Linked DNA regions of Mus musculus: region 1 is linked to region 2. A link is a contact called in public HiChIP or PLAC-seq data. All regions are on one chromosome and are shown on one strand. The core of a region is the stretch at or near the end of the contact, and the rest is flanking DNA. Distances in the headings are between cores, read along the strand shown.

What was found. HiChIP or PLAC-seq counts read pairs in DNA pulled down with a chosen protein or histone mark.
Region 1: an H3K27ac HiChIP or PLAC-seq map of embryonic stem cells shows a contact between it and region 2, with 3 times the contacts expected there. The contact joins the promoter of Ppil1 here to the enhancer-like site in region 2. A contact is called at or near these places in 9 of 39 promoter capture datasets (the C10 cell line, the HPC-7 cell line, the SN4741 cell line and 2 more), 1 of 15 datasets of contacts at CTCF or cohesin (the NIH/3T3 cell line), 55 of 484 Hi-C or Micro-C datasets (B cells, CD4 T cells, CD8 T cells and 34 more), 40 of 115 datasets of contacts at active chromatin or transcription factors (the 230-238 cell line, CD8 T cells, the HPC-7 cell line and 19 more) and 3 of 9 other capture datasets (adipose tissue, liver and pancreatic islet).

What each region holds. Positions count from the first base shown.
Region 1 is chr17:29,262,523-29,265,222 of GRCm38.p6, forward strand. It overlaps Ppil1 (peptidylprolyl isomerase (cyclophilin)-like 1), which reads right to left and starts at 1,449. Exons shown (of 4, transcript NM_026845.4): 1 at 1,350-1,449. The coding sequence starts at 1,405.
Region 2 is chr17:29,170,007-29,172,706 of GRCm38.p6, forward strand. The region is part of intron 12 of Cpne5 (copine V); the gene reads right to left. Among named protein-coding and RNA genes, the nearest start is that of Rab44, 57 kb to the left of the region's middle. Within about 2 kb of position 1,330, at least 104 of the 459 cell types and tissues checked have an H3K27ac peak or open chromatin away from gene starts, as enhancers often do. A contact at or near this core is called in the 230-238 cell line, B cells, CD8 T cells and 22 more, where this site is marked.

The DNA of each region.
Region 1 (2,700 bases), core at 199-2,698, 93 kb after region 2:
ACTCATGTGCACACACACATAATTAAAAGACAAATCTAGGGCTGGAGAGATGGCTCAGTGGAGAGATGCTCTCCCAGAGGTCCTGAATTCAATTCCCAGCAACCACATGGTGGCTCACAACCATCTGTAATGGGATCTGATGTCCTCTTCTGGTGTGTCTGAAGACAGGTACAGTGTACTCATATAAATAAAATAAATAAATATATCTTTAAAAAAAATCAAATCTAAAGAGAATGTGTAAAGCAAATAGGCTGGTTACTTCAAATGTCCACATACACCCATACGAGTGCTTTTATTCTCTTCTCTTAGTGCCTTTAAGGATAAAACAAGGCAGGGGGCTCCTGCTGTACATTACCCACTGAGCTCTGGGGAGAATCTGTATGGCCCAGGTTCAGGAGGTCCAGCAATGTGAGCACTCTGTAGAACTGGGAGCGAGAGCAGTGGTGCGTGCCTTCCTAATGTCTACACTCAGGAGCCAAGGGCAGACAAAATGGGGCTCAAGTCAGTAGACAGGGCAGACCAGGCTCCAAGCAGGGTTCCCTTCAATCAGTATGAAAACCAGGTTGCAGGTAAATCTATAAAATGCACCATTTCTCTGCTAAAACTGGAGGGGTGTGTGTGATACAAAGCCTTCGGGACAGGAGCTGCTAGCAATAGTAAACTGAGCGCAATCACACACAAGGGAGGCAAGGCACTAGGAGGTGGCTTAATTTTATATATTAATATAAATATAATAGAATGTTAGGTAAGCAGTCTATTCTATCCAGCCCAGCCCAGCCCCTGGACTTCTGATCCTCCTGCTTCCACCTCCAGAGTGCTAGGATTACAGGCTTGTGCAACCACACCGAGTATATATGGTGCTGTAGCCCGAGCTTGGGGCCTCGGGCATCCCCAGCTCAAAGATCACTCTTGGATTTTGGAGAAAATAAATTTTCTTCTACTTCCAAAGAAATTTGTTCAGACAACTCTACTTGTCCCGTGATGTTTACACATCTGTCTCCTTCACCATAATCCAGATTTGTGTTTTCAAAAATCCAGGTCCTACGCGCATGGCTTGTGTGATCAACACACACTTGTTGAGAAAAAAAATGAGTGAGTGAGTGAATGAATGAATGAAGATGGAAGGTGGATATAGGTAAATGAACTAATAAACGTCGTGGGGAAAGGACAGCAGATAGAAATCGTCGAGGTCTCCGGGATGTTGGAGGGGCTCCCCTGAGGTCCCTTCAGAACTTACAGGTACTCCCGGCCGCAGCTCTGTGCGTGCGGGCAACCTGCGAGTCAGGCCGGCCACTGCGGCACGAACCCGCGTCCCCTCCACCAATTCCTCCCCCACCTCCAACCCTCACCTAGTCTCCAGGTAGACGTTGGGCGGCTGCCAGGTGTCTGGGGGAATCGCCGCCATGCTGAGCGAAGGTATCCCCCCCGCTAGCAATCACTACTTCCGGCGGAGTTAACCCGGGACCCGCCCCTGGGCACACACTTCCGGTTCCCGCCGATCCGCCCGTTTGCTTGACAGGATTTAGGGCGCTGGGACAAGAATGACGAAGGATCCTTCTTTCTAGGCTGGGAAGAGGGTTGCAAGTCGAAATGCTCAGTGCAGGAACTCAGACAAGTGCAAGATTCTCCAGGGGCGATTCGCGCCACGCTCCGGAACAGTGATTGGTCTGTTTTGGCGCGGAAGGCGGGAACAACCTTCTTCACTCTGATTGGAGGGCTGGAGAATTTCCTAGTTCCCAGACTTGGGTGATGCCCCTGGCTGGCTTTGAACTCAAAAAGATCTGCCTGCTTCTGTCTGCCGAGTGCTGGGATTTAAGGCGTGCACCACCACGCCCAGCGTCTATTCCTTAAAGCAATCCTGTGGATGACAGGAGTCCCGTTTTTCAGCGGAGAAAACTGAGACTCCGCCGTTAAGTGCCACATGGCAAATCTGATCCCACAGACTCCAAAAGCAAAGAGCATGTGGAAAGAGGAAAAGGCTGGGAAGAGAGACAAAGCTTAAAATGACTGTCCCAGGAGATAGTGGTGCACGCCCCCAGCGCTGGAGCGGCAGAGGCAGGGGGATCTCAGAGTTCAAGGCCTGTACAAGGTCTCTTCTACAGAGCGAGTTTCAGGATAGCTAGGACTACTCAGAGAGGTATCCTTGGAGCTGGAAATGCAGGCCAGTTAGTAGACGGCTTGCCTAACAGGGCTTAGTGGGTAAAGTACTTGAATTTAGGTCCCTAGGACCCATGCAAATGCCAGGTAGATATGCACTTGCGGCCTCAGCAACCGGGAAAGCAGAGACCATGGGGAAGAATCCAGGGAGCTGGCTAGCCATCCAGTCTAGCCCAAATAGCTCTCTCCAAGTTCAGTGAGCCACGAGGGAAATGTATATTTTATATTGAACATCCCATAATTAACAACAAAGAAGTAGGAAAATATTTACAAGACTTCCTGAGTTCTAAGATGCATCTACCCTCCCACCCACCCACTTCCTGCACAGCAAAGCAAAAATTGAGCAAATGCTTACTCTTAACAACCTACGGCTCTTCAGAAAATTGAGCAATGCATATTAAAGAGAAGCAATCTGAACCGTAGTGTGCAAGGTACTTACTTACAGGCCAACAGAGCTGTGGGTGAACACTCTGGGGAGGCTCTCCCATTAAAGATCAGATAAATAAAAAAGACTTTAATTTTTTATTTATTTTGTGTGTGTGT
Region 2 (2,700 bases), core at 80-2,579:
GTAGGTGGTTGTCACCACTCGGGGAGCGGGTGGGAGGTCAAGACGCTGCCTCAGAGCAGTGACCCAGCTGTAGTTGTGGTTACTGGTGTTGGAGAAGCCCTGGGGCTGGGAGGAGGGCCACCTTGTCCTGGTGAGCCATGCTGCACGGAGCTCTCTGTTCCCAGGCTCAACACGAGAGATCTGGGCTTTCTCTGGTGTGCAATCAACAGAGCCAGGCTGTTCTCAAACTCTTATCCCCTCTCCCACATGGCATATCCCACGTGCCTCTCTTGGGGATCTTTCCTATGTCTTTTTATTTGTTGTTTTTTCAAGACGGCATTCCCTACATAGCTCTGGCTGGCCTGGAACTTGCTCTGTAGACCAGGCTGGCCTTGAACTCGGAGATCCACCATCTGCCTCTGCCTCTCAAGTGCTAGGATTAAAGGCGTGCGCCACCAGCTTCCTGTCTTCCCTCCCTATGTCTTTAACTGCAGTTTCTTCGGTCTAACAAGGATTGATGCCCACTTCAGAGACGAAGGGAACCAGGACACAGAGATGCCAGGCGATTTGCTTAAGTCACACAGCCATCTGGGTAGACACAGGAAGAGAAACCTGTCTCCAGGCCAGCGGTGCATACGTACAGAGCTGTCACCCGTGATGGATGAGTGACAAGTTCAAATGGGAGGGCTGGCATCATGCTCAGGTGGGGACTGAGGCTGGGTCTGAGATGCTGAACATCCTAGAAGTGCCTCTCTAGCCATGGGGCAGCCTTCTCTAATACCACCTGGCTGCCAGGCAGAAGGGCAGAGTTGCAGACTCAACATTAATGTTTACCCAGCTGAGCTTATTCGGGGTTTGGAACAAAATGTACCTCCGACCCCTGCTTCACGGTTCCCTGCAGCAGAGTGGAGCGAGCAGAACACGGTTTAGGGGTGTAGATTTCTTTATAGTACCTCTTAGACTCATTTTGGTTTGCTTTCTATTGTTGAGACAGGGGTCTCACCGTGTAGTCTAGGCTGGCCTTGAGGTCACATTCCCCTGCTTCTGCTTTCTGAGTGGTGGGGACCACAGATACACACAACCGTGCCTGACACATTTCTTTGAAGCCTTTGGCATTATCTTTAAATTAACGTGTAGTCAGTCACACTTCCGCTCTCTGAACCTACTCTTTTTTTTTTTTTTTTATGTTAAAGCAACCGTTGGCGTCAGATCTGAGCGAAGTGGACAGTGAGTTAGCACCCTGTCTGCTCTGAGCTCTCCTGGGATTTCCTAGAACCTCCCTCATCCTAGCCTCTCTAGCTACAAGTGACTGTCAGGCTTCACACAGGGCCACAGCACCCCCTAGGGACGCTACAAGGAACTGGCCCGCTCCACTAGGCGGCTACCTTTCCCCATGTCTGAAATCTGGTTTCCTGTGCACCAGGCTGCTGGGAATGCAGAATGAACCGGCCCACCTCTGAGGGTCTCATGGTCATGGAAAGGCCCCAGGCACAACCTCGGGAAGAAGAGTGTGCCTGTAGAGACTTGCAAAGGTGATGACTTCCTTGAGGGGACATTTGAGAAAGCCTCTGGGGACCATATTGATCAGAAGTGGGACCATATTGACTCAGTAGAGTCCTTGGGGAGGCAGCAGCTTCAGTGCTCGGGGCCCAGACAGACATGAGCCGTGCCTCTCTTCACAGAAGGAGCACACTCCCCTCTGTAGGCCCGTGGGGCTCAGGTGTGGTGACAATGGGGTCAGGTTAATACTCAGTGCCAGCTTAAGTGGAGATCTGCCTTAACATTAGAGAGTGGGGGTGTGGGGTGAAGTTCATTTCAAGGCAACACGGAGCCACACCCAGAGCATTCTGGTCACTGTGGAGGTTAGAAGAGACTAGAATCCTATTGCAAAGCCCCACACCCTGCAGAGGATGGTGGGAGCTCAGGAGGTGGGGGGGGGGTGTGCTGTTGGGGATCACTGGAGGGGTTGGAGACTGGAGGCTTGTCTGGGGCTGTCAGAAGGACAGTAGGACTTGAAGAGGCTCAGCGTCTGAGTGATTCTTTAGCAGAGGCTGGGTCCCAGGAACAGCTGCTTTAAAAGTGTGTCCCGCCAGGGTGGCTTCAGGGTTGGAGGTGGGGTGTTGACTGGTGAGGACCTTTTTCACACTCCTGACTCTAGCAAGGGCTTCCTGGGCCCACTTGGCCTCCTGGTGACACCCCTTGGGTCCAAAGCTGCCCCCCCGGGGGTGGGGGCGGGGCGCCAGAAACGGAGGTGGTTTTCCCCTGGCTCAGGCAGCTCGTATCTTGTTGATTGCAAAGAGGCTGTCTGAGGAAACGGAAGGAAACCGGCCGCCCCATCTGTGCAGCTTCCGATTTCCATTTCACCCAAGACTTCACAGCCACTGGAAGCCAAACCCCAAGAGAGATAACTGCTCCACCCACTTCCCAAAGAAAGGTACAGTCTGCCTTGCCTGGGCTAGGGGACTCCTTCCCCAAAACCACTATGAAGGTCGGAAAGATAGTTCAGTGGTTAAGAGCACTGGCTACTCCTCCAGAGGACCACAAGCTTTGTCTGAAGACGTGGGGCCACTCTGGAGTTGGGACCTCAGGTCTTGGCTTGTTAGACATCTTTCCCTTCCTTCCTGGTGCTCTTCCTGTGGTGTGTGTTGGAGGTGTGTGTGTAGGGCCGGGGAATGGTGGTGTGTGTGTGGGGGAGGGGAGTGGCTATTAAATTACTTTTAT